Regions from separate parts of the Gossypium hirsutum genome. Here regions 2 and 3 are each linked to region 1. A link is a contact called in public Hi-C data. All regions are on one chromosome and are shown on one strand. Each heading gives the region's core, a stretch centred on a gene start, on an enhancer-like site or on the middle of the called end of the contact. The rest is flanking DNA. Distances are from core to core; before and after follow the strand shown.

The links. Hi-C and Micro-C count contacts between places; a contact is called where the count stands out from the background.
Region 2: a contact with region 1 is called in a Hi-C map of leaf, with 4 times the contacts expected there. The contact joins the promoter of LOC107945536 here to the enhancer-like site in region 1. A contact is called at or near these places in 12 of 34 Hi-C or Micro-C datasets (anther, callus, fibers and 2 more).
Region 3: a contact with region 1 is called in a Hi-C map of leaf, with 3 times the contacts expected there. The contact joins two enhancer-like sites. A contact is called at or near these places in 7 of 34 Hi-C or Micro-C datasets (fibers, leaf and seedling).

What each region holds. Positions count from the first base shown.
Region 1 is chrD12:37,716,326-37,719,772 of Gossypium_hirsutum_v2.1, forward strand. It overlaps LOC107947479 (SPX domain-containing protein 3), which reads right to left. Exons shown (of 5, transcript XM_016882120.1): 5 at 3,358-3,447. The coding sequence ends at 3,358. It also overlaps the pseudogene LOC107945539. Among protein-coding and RNA genes, the nearest start is that of LOC107947479, 6.8 kb to the right of the region's middle. Within about 2 kb of position 1,611, at least 7 of the 9 cell types and tissues checked have an H3K27ac peak or open chromatin away from gene starts, as enhancers often do. A contact at or near this core is called in fibers and leaf, where this site is marked.
Region 2 is chrD12:37,606,987-37,610,433 of Gossypium_hirsutum_v2.1, forward strand. It overlaps LOC107945536 (scarecrow-like protein 6), which reads left to right and starts at 1,759. Exons shown (of 1, transcript XM_016879589.2): 1 at 1,759-3,447. The coding sequence starts at 2,061.
Region 3 is chrD12:37,629,772-37,633,218 of Gossypium_hirsutum_v2.1, forward strand. No RefSeq gene overlaps it. Among protein-coding and RNA genes, the nearest start is that of LOC107945538, 11 kb to the left of the region's middle. Within about 2 kb of position 1,495, at least 1 of the 9 cell types and tissues checked has an H3K27ac peak or open chromatin away from gene starts, as enhancers often do. A contact at or near this core is called in leaf, where this site is marked.

The DNA of each region.
Region 1 (3,447 bases), core at 361-2,860:
AACTACAACTTACAACTGCCACTCGGAATCAGTAAGCTCAAAACATGATTCGATGTCAAACATAGAGACAAGGAATACTCACAGATGCCAAATCTGCACTGTTGTAGCTACCATTGTCTGAAACGGAAGCCCGAGGTGAAGAGCCTTCTTCGGATCCTTCTTTAACAGGTGAAGGAGGTCGAGGAGGTGCTACGTAAGCAAACCTCAATTTACACTCCTCAACATGATGTCCGGATTCTTTATTAAACTAGACCGAAAAGCAAACAGTTAGAAAACAAAAAACCCAAACTTAAAATCAAATCTGGTAGAGTAAAAACTTATCTTTGCATTGCATATCAGGAGGTGCTTCCTTTTGAGCCTGCATCATAACTGATTCCATAAATTAACCAATTAAACTATGATTTCAAGATTTGAAGATGATACATGATTAACAACAAGTAATTATAGATAAGTTCGAGTTTTGTGAGAGAGAGACCTGTAACATTCCATGTAGACCAAGGCAGAACAACTCCATTGTTAGGCTTTACACAGTATTTCCTTGGGTTTGTCGTTTTGACCTGGAAAACAACGTACATAAAAAAGCTTTGTTATCATAAATCGCTAGCTCCATAGAGATTTTCGGTAAAAGATTCATGGAGGCACTTGTACTAGGAGTCAGGTTACATTTTTGCTCCCTTCACTCAAAAAATGAGCAAATTAGTCCTTGTACTTTAGATCAAAGAGCAAATTATTCCTATTAAAAGTTCCATCCATTTTTACTATTAAAAACCGATCTGTGTATATAACCATGATGTACACGTGGCATGGTTATTCCATCAATCACGTCAATGTTTTTAACAATAGAAATGGATGAAATTTTGAATAGAAAGACCAGTTTGCTCTTTATATGACGTACAAGAACTAATTTGCCCATTTTTTGAGTAAAGAAAGCAAAATTCAATCTGACTCATAGTATATACTCTATAATACTTTTACTAGCAACTTTCGAATTGGTACGCATGTTTCAAAACAAATAACACTAGCAATCCTACTTTATTATAAAATTATTGAGTAAAACAAATAATTCACAAACTCCAGAATTTATATATATATATAGAATTATGTATTTACATAAACACAAAAACAATACATATATGATCAAAAATTAAGTTTAATAAATCGAATATAAAACCAGATAATCTTATATTACAGCAAAATCCCATATTAATTTACTCACAGGAGATTTAAGAAATAGCTTAATTTTACCTTAAAAGCCACATAATTGTTGGTCTTGTTGGACAGATTTAAAGAACATGAAATCTGCTTTTTCAATTCAACTAAATTCAAGAACAAAAATTGTTAAAATTTTCGAAAAAAGCAGTGGAAACGATGAAGATATGGATCTGTAAAGCAACAAAAAAAGTTAATTTTTTTTAAAAAAAGTTAATTTTGTAAAGCTTTGAAAGATGCTTACAGGGAAATTGAAGCTCTTGAGGATCGATGCTGAGAAGTTCGCCGGTGGTCATCTTAGTGAGAGGGTCGCCGGAGATATGAACTATTGGTGGAGGGTTTGGGTCTACGGCGTGAGAGGATTAGAGGTGGAGATTAAGACAACGGTGAGCGGTCTTCGAGAGAGAGGTGAAAAGCAAGAAGCGTGGGACAGTGAGGTTTGACTGGTTGTGTCCGGTTCTATTTATTACTGTGGTTATGAAAATTATATGTGAACTTATTTATCAAGTTTATGAACCAAAAATAATAAATTGCCTATTGATACTACTATAAAACATTTCATTCAAGTAGTAAATATTATTATAATGGCATTTCATTGTGTAAAATAATCTAATATATTTTAAATATTCAATATATTACTCATAAAAGAATCAGTTAATGAATTTAATGATTAAAATTTTAAATTTTAGAAAATATAGAGACCAAAAATGATCAAATCTGAAAACATGGACTAAATGTAGAATAAATTAAGCACAAGCTTGAAACAAAAACGAGGTTAAATTTAAAAGATTTTTTTAAAATATATGTATCAAAATTTAAACATTTGGTACATATTGCATGAATAATTTAAATTAAATACGTTAAATCTAAATTGTTCATGCAATATATAGATGTGTTTAAGATTTGAAGAGTGAATTTTAAATATACTCTACTTTATATCTAAACTAGCATTTAACATTCAAACTAAAGTTAGGTCGATAAAATAACCTAATCGATGTAATACCAATAAGTTGAAAACTTGAAGGTTCTAAAGTTTAAACACTAATTTAAAATTCTAACTATACTTGAGGACCTCTATGGCAATTAACCCCAAAAGAGAGAAAATTGATGTAAGAAAACCTTGATTAATTATCATAAGCATATCGATATATTTATGCTAACTTCTTTTTTCATTCTATTACATTAAAGAAATCACATTAAAATTGACGATTAAGTATTAACTCGATTAGTGCGGGCATTGTTATTAATACAAAAAGACGTAGGTTTAAGTATGCTGAAACACATTATTTTTCTATTTGTGGGTAAGGGAGAAACTATGCGTAAAACATTGTATCAAAAAGAGCCATGTATAAAAAAAAATCACATTAAAATTTAATTTACTTTTGGTATAAGTAATTATATTACAAAACATTAAATGGGCAAGCGAAATGAAACATCAATCTTTGAACCTAGTCTAAATCAATTTTAACAATTTCGTCATTCAATCAAATCTGCATCATATTACAATCTCATTTGTAAAAAATAAAATATATTATCTGAAACTTGGCCCCTTAAATTATATCTCAATTTTCGATTAGTTTTTTTATTTTTGTCAAAAGTGGACTATAAACTATTAATTTTGTCCCAATTTATCTAAAATAAAATACCAGTCAATCATGACACATCACATCCTTACAAGATTTCGTAAACTTTTTAGATAAAACGAGACAAAATTGGGTAATAATATCATATAGACCATATTGTATTTTGCTCCCTTTACTCAAAAAACGTACAAATTGGTCCCAATACATTAGATCAAAGAGTAAATTGATATTTTTTGTTAAAAAAATCATCTATTTGTATTATTAAAAATTGGCGCAACTGGCAGAATAACCAAACAATGAGACGTGGCGTGCCACGTGTACCTTATGCTGATGTACAAGGACTAGCTTTTAACAGTAGAAATTGATAAAAATTTTAATAAAATGACCAATTTACTCTTTGAGCTAACATACATTAATTAATTTGCCCATTTTTTGAATAGAGGGGTAAAATGCAACTAATAGTTTAATGACCACTTTCCGACAAGAAAACTATAAGGACCAATTCTGAAAATTAGGGTATAATATAGGGACCAATTTACAAATAAAACCCAAAATCCATAGTTTCTCAAAGAATGGGGATTGGTGAGTTGAGTTGGAAGGAGTGAATGAGATGACTGTGGGACAAGTTAAGAGGAGGCAAAGAGAAATGGTCTTT
Region 2 (3,447 bases), core at 509-3,008, 110 kb before region 1:
TAGGACAAGACAAGGGTATTTTAGGGAATTTGATTAAATAACCAAATCTAACTTCTGAGCCAGTTCACGTTTGGTCTATGTAAAATAAAATATTTATAATAAAACGATAAAAAACAGAAAAGGAAAAATCTCGACGTGCCTATAAAAAGCATGTCACAACGTTGGAAGCTGTAAAAATAGTATAGACCTATTTTGCTTTCTCCATTTAAAAATAAATAAATTAATCATTACGTTAAATTAAAGAGTAAAATAAATTTTTTTTGTTAAAATTTCATCCATTTATATTATTCAAAGCTGGCATTGTTGACAATTTCATAATATAGTGACACATAGCGTGCCATATGTACCTCATGTTAATGTATATAGATTTGTTTTTAACCGTAAAAATGAATAAAATTTTTAATAGAAGAATCAATTTTTTGAATGGAGAATGTAAAATACAATCTAACTACTAGTACAAAAACCTCTATAATATTTTTATTATTGAAAGCTGGATTGATTATTTTAAAAAATAAAATATATGAATTTTTTTAATTTTATTTATGTAATTAGATTTTTTTATATAATTAAAGGTTAATTACATCATACATATTTAAATTTGAAAGTTAAAAAAATTAAGACAAATTTAACCCTATTTTATATTGGTTTAGGGTATTAGTTTATTAATAAATGTAAAAAAAAGAAGCTATTGCCTCCTTCCTGCTACATGATGTTCTCTATTACTTCAACAAAATCTTTGCAAGTAATTTGATTTAGCACTTTTTTGAGTGAAATACTTGGTTTTTTTTTTGTAGATTATGGATAGAATTGTTCCATTTAAGCTGTGTAGGAATTTTGGGTCAGAACACTTATGGTTTTACATTTCTATAATTTAATTACTTGTAGTTTTGTTTGGAGCAAAACCTGAAATCAATTTATTTTCCTATGGCTAGCCTTTAGCTAAAACAACGTGGTTTCAAGTATTTTTTAATTTATTCCAAATTAAGTTTTATATGTTCATAATTTTATATGTGCATTATTTCATTTAAAAAATATATATAAGATAAAATTGAAATAATTTTTCTTTCAATTAAAATTATAAATTAAAAAATAATTTAAAAATTATCAATTAATTTTCATTATTAAATATTTAATCCAAATATTTGTTAAGAATAAAGTTATTGTAAATATTAAATAAATGAATATTATTTATTATTTAATAATGATAAATTCTTAAATTATCATCATATTCCTAAGAAAATACTCAGTGAACCAAACGTAATATTGTAATTTTCTCGGGATTTTAATTAATATTTTTTTAATGTATACCAATTGTTGTAAAGTAACTTTCCTGGCATTCAGATTCTTAACAATCAATTATATTTTAAGAAATCATATTCCATTAAAATCATGACATGGAAAAGCATTAAACACTACCTTAAAATTTTAATCAATATTTTTATTAAAGAAATTAAGAGGAAAAAAGAAAGAAATCGAGAGGGAGGTGAAATTGAAAATAAATGGAAAAAAAAATGGCATATGATTTACAACAAAGCCCTCATTGAGGGGTCATTAATTATAATTTCCTTTTTTTCTTTTCGATAACCATTAATAATATTTTCCTAGTAAAATGGAGCGATTAAGGAAACATCTGGTATACACGCGCGGTGGATGTGAGAGTAGGGCTTAAATGAACGACAGAAAACCCTACCAGGGAGATAACTACGTCTACAGACAAAAGCCACATAAAAAAATTAAAAAAAAATACAGAAAAAATAAAGTAGAGAGAGAAAGAAGATGAAGGGCACTTTACCACTTTTATATGTTGCACGCATCCATAGCAGAATACACAAGGAAACCCCATAGTACTACTACTTACAAAGTCTCAAACAACAAGCAAAAAAAAGAAAAGAAAATGGTGTGTTTGTGGTACTAATAAAAAAAAAATGGAGTCTTTGAGGTACAAGATGAAGAAGAGGCTAAGTCTTTCATGGTAGGAGTGTTGTTTTTTTTTTATTTAGAAAGTTTATCAATAGGAAAGTTTTGGGTTTTGGGTGTGTTTTATTTTTTGGTTGTTTTAGATGAAGGCCATGCCCGTATCCTTTGAGGAATTTCAAGGGAAGGGGGCTTTAGATTTTTCTTCTTCAACATCATCTTGTTCAGATTCATCACTGTTATTACAACACCAGCATCAACACCACCAAAAAGAAGGGAAGTGGAAGAACAAGGGAGGAGATTGTTGCTATGTGGGCAGTGAGCCCATTGATAATAATAATAAGACCAGAAGAAAAAGAAGTCCAAGTCCTTCTTCAACACTGTCTTCTTCTCTCGGCGGTGGAGGCAGCGGTGGTGGTGCCTCCACAGATACAGCCGGTGTGGCAGCCACCACCACTGTTGTCTCTGCCACCACCAATACAAGCCAGTCCTTGGATGTAGGAAAATGTGGTTTAGGTATGGAAGATTGGGAGAGTGTTTTGTCTGGTTCTCCTAATCAAGACCAGTCCATTTTGAGGTTAATTATGGGTGATATTGATGACCCTTCTATGGGGTTAAACAAGATTCTTCAACCACCAAGTGGCGGCGGCGGCGGTGGTGGGTCGGAAAATATGGAGTTCAATGCTGGTTTTGGTATGGTGGACCATGGTTTCGGGTTCGATTCCATTACTAGTAGCGTTAGCTTGATCAACAACGTCGACCCTCCTATAAGCTGCTCTGATTTTCCGGTGACATCAAATCCGCCGAGTCTTTTGCCGCCTCCTCCGCCGGGTGTATTTCCACAACAGCAATCACACCTTCAGGTTGTGGATGAAAAGCCACAGATTTTCAATCCGCAGATGATAATAAACCAGAATCAAGCTCGGTTTACACAAAACCCGACCATGTTCTTACCCCTTTCGTATGCTCAATTGCAAGAGCATAGCCTTTTATCGCCTCCGCCGCCGAAGCGATTCAACTCCGGTGGACCGTTTTCGGGTTCGGGACCGGAGCTTTATCTAAGGCGTCAACAGCAACAACAGATCCAAATGCTTCAGCAAAGGCCAATTACAGGGAAACCGAAAATCGTTACGGATGATCTGGCGAACCAGCAGCTTCAGCAGGCGATAATTGATCAATTAATTCAGGCCGCAGAGCTGATCGAAACCGGTGATCCGGTACTCGCGCAAGGGATATTGGCGCGGCTCAATCACCAGCTCTCCCCTGTAGGTAAGCCCTTTATAAGAGCTGCTTTCTACTTCAAGGAGGCCTTACAATTATTACTTCCTTTGAACACTAGCAATACATCAGTTATGTCCAATTATAACATGATATTCAAGGTTGGTGCTTACAAATCGTTCTCCGAGATATCTCCGATCGTTCAGTTCGCGAATTTTACTTGCAATCAAGCGTTACTCGAGGTTTTCGAAGGGTGTAATAGGGTTCATATAATCGATTTCGATGTTGGTTATGGTGGACAATGGGCTTCTTTGA
Region 3 (3,447 bases), core at 245-2,744, 87 kb before region 1:
CATTTGCCTCAAACAAAGCGACACTGCACCAGTGGCGGAAGAAACTTACTGACTCAAAGGATTTTCGTGTTTATCAATGGCAGATTTTGTGTTTTATTTAAAGGAAATCACATTGTTCATCTCCCCATCTATCCATGCCAAAATTATTTTATCTTCTTCATGTAAGGGTAAATATACCATTTAGTATTTGAATTTGGTTTGGACACTCAAATTAAAATTTGAGTTTTGTTTCAATATTTAATTTGGTATTTGAGTTTTTTTAATCGTATTTATATTTTTTAAAGTTAATACACCATTTGATATATAAGTTTGGTTTTAACGTTCAATTTTGGTATTTAAATTTGACTTCAATCTTCGATTTCGTACCAAACAAAACGAGATCATGTGGCCGAATGAATATTTGTGTAAAAAGAAAAACATAAGTACTTTAATTGGAACTAGAAAAAACTCAAATACCAAATTGAATATCAAAGTCAAACTTAGATGCCTAATTGGGATAAAAGAAAAGTCAAATACCAATTTGAATATTGAAGCCAAACTCATGTATTAAATTGGGACAAAAAGATCAAGTGCCAAATTGAACATTGAAGCCAAAATCAAGTACCAAATAGTATATTAACTCTTTTTTTCTTAGATCGCATATGGCAAATGATAACATTTGGTCTAAGCACTAAATTGAACTTAGGTACCAAATATTATATTAAGCTAGTATAAATATATAATGTGTATAGTAGTCTCTTTATGATTAAAGCAAGTAATTATGCTTTTTTCTTTGGACATTTCTCTTTAAATGTTTTTATTGGTAATTATGTAATCAAGCAGATTGTCGGCTTATTTTACTCTTGGAAACACTATATGCCTTTGACACTCCAATGGCAAAATATGAACCAAAATAAAATTCGAAAAAGAAAGTTTAAAGGAAAAAGTTAAATTATGTTAATAGCTTACTATATGCTATTGTCAATTTACCCTTATAATATATAACTATTAAAAAGATAAAATTGTAAAATGAATTATTGGAAATAAAAACCTAAATACTTGTTTTTGCTTTAAAAAGATTGAAAATAATCAATTGAGTCTTATACAAAAGGACGTGAGTTCGAGTGCGTTTTAATATGAATTATCTTTCAATTCAAGGAGTTTAAAAAATTATGGGTAAAAATAAAAATTATTTCAAAAAATTTAAAAAATAACTAATAAAAGAAGAACGAGAATAAATGTATCCGATATCTATAAAGATAATAGCGATATTCAAATTTATACATTTATAGTAAAACAACCCAGATAGAGAGGTAATAAATTTGACGAGGACAGATAATTTGTGGAGCAAAAGCTATATGGATATGCATACATATAATCGGGAAAGGCAAAGTTTCATGGTGGAGGAACAGAAAGAATAATTTTTCCTTTATACATCCATAAATGGGATAATTAAAAACACACACACACAATGTATAGTCATTTTCTTGGCTTGGTAGCTAGCTAAGAAACCTTTGCCCCTCCACAAACCATAGACAACCCCACAATGAGCTTTCATGGAACAAAGACCACAACAACAATGAGTTTTATACAAAGTTTAAAAAAGGGATAATATAATTTTTTAACCTTTGAATTTGGTAATTATGTCCACTTTGGTATATGTACTTTTTTCTATCCATTTTGGTACGTGAACTTGGTCATTAGATTTATTTTAGTCCTTAAACTTGAAAAAATATAAAAGTCTGATGACATGGTACAATATTAGAGTGTTACATATTTTCAAAAAAAGAAAAAAAGAAATTAGAGTATCACATACAGTGTTCTAATAGTCGGATAAGTGGTTGAATCAATTAGACCATTGATTTCCAATTCTATTGATTTGATCGATTCAACTACTGGATCGATAATAATTAAAAATTAATAAAAATAATAAAAAATTATTAAATCGGTTCAACCTATTCGACTATTGGTTTTTGTCCTAGTTTTCTATTTGTATCGATTTCGAGCAAATTCTGATTCAATCGATTCAACCTCTTTGTTTGGGTCAGTATACTGGTCGATTTTCAATCCAATCAATCTGACCAACCAATCTAATCATGTTCCAATAATACTGGTCACATTATCAAATCTTGACAGAACCGAAGTTCAGAGACCAGAATGAATCTAGTTGCTAAGTTTAGACACCAAAGTGAACCAAAACAAAGTATAAGTATCAAAATGAACATAATTGTCAAATTTAAGGGCCAAAAGTTATATTATCCCTTAAAAAATGCAATTTAAGCCCTAAGAAAGAGAGTAATAATAAATGACAAAAAATGAGCTTGTCTTTTTGCAAAAAGATATACTTGGATAGAGACTTGAGTAAAAACAAACTATATGGATGTTTTTCTTTTCTTTTCTTTTTTTTTTTAAATTTTTTTCCCATTTGCTTTTGTTCCTAGGTACGTGGTCCATTTGAGAGAGGAAAGTGAAAGAACATGAGCAAAATGCAAAGGAAAGTGGCTTTGTCTTGCCCTTATCATAATTCTCACAAAAAAAAAAACCCCAAATTCAAAGCTGGACCTGCCATTGTAATTTCCTTTAGTCACCTCAATAGTTGAAAGCAGATTCTTAAGGTGATCAAACTATTAGTAAATTTATATTTTAGTCATTTAACAATAAAAAGTTATAAAATGGTTACTAAATTATTCGGAAATTTTCATTTAAATCACTAGGTTGTTAAAATTGTTGTTGTATGCCTTTCTTTGTTCACACTCCTTGCATCAATCGAAAGCTCTCTTTCCCTTTCTTTTATACAATTCAATTTATTTTCATGAAACAACTTTGAACATCACGAATCTGCAAACAAAATCCAAACAACTTTCTTCTTTGGTTTTTGACAATGATCGTCACATCAACTTGGATATAAGATATGTTCTTTTACTCGTTGATAGGTATTGATCTATCGTATCAATCATCGAATCATCTTTTGGAGCTCACTAGCCGAACTTTAAAAAAAAAAACCTTAACAGCCCAGTGACTTAAATAATTTTTTTTGAATAGTTTAGTGACCATTTCGTAACATTTTAAAATTGGGTGACCAAAACATAAACTTAGTAATAATTTAGTAACTTCGGGTGTAATTTACTCCATAAAAATGCCCTTCCTTGGAAAGTACAATAATGATGAGCAACTTTCATTAGGGAATTGAGGTAAGCACTTTTGTCTTCAAGAAGCCTCCTTGGAGTGAGGGATTCAGTTATATATGAGTGTATACATATATGTGTATGTGTATGTATTGTTTTTAAGAACAAAGATATGCTAAAGACATTGGGACATTGGGCAGCTTTTGTCTTCTTCAAAGTTGAAAAAAGAAATTGGGTCCCTTCGCATGGGTAAAAGAATATCGAAAAGCTTTTGGAAAAAAAAGAGCCCAGTGTCAATAACCCTTTTTGAGGTGACTTAAGCTTATTAATTTACTGTTGCGTT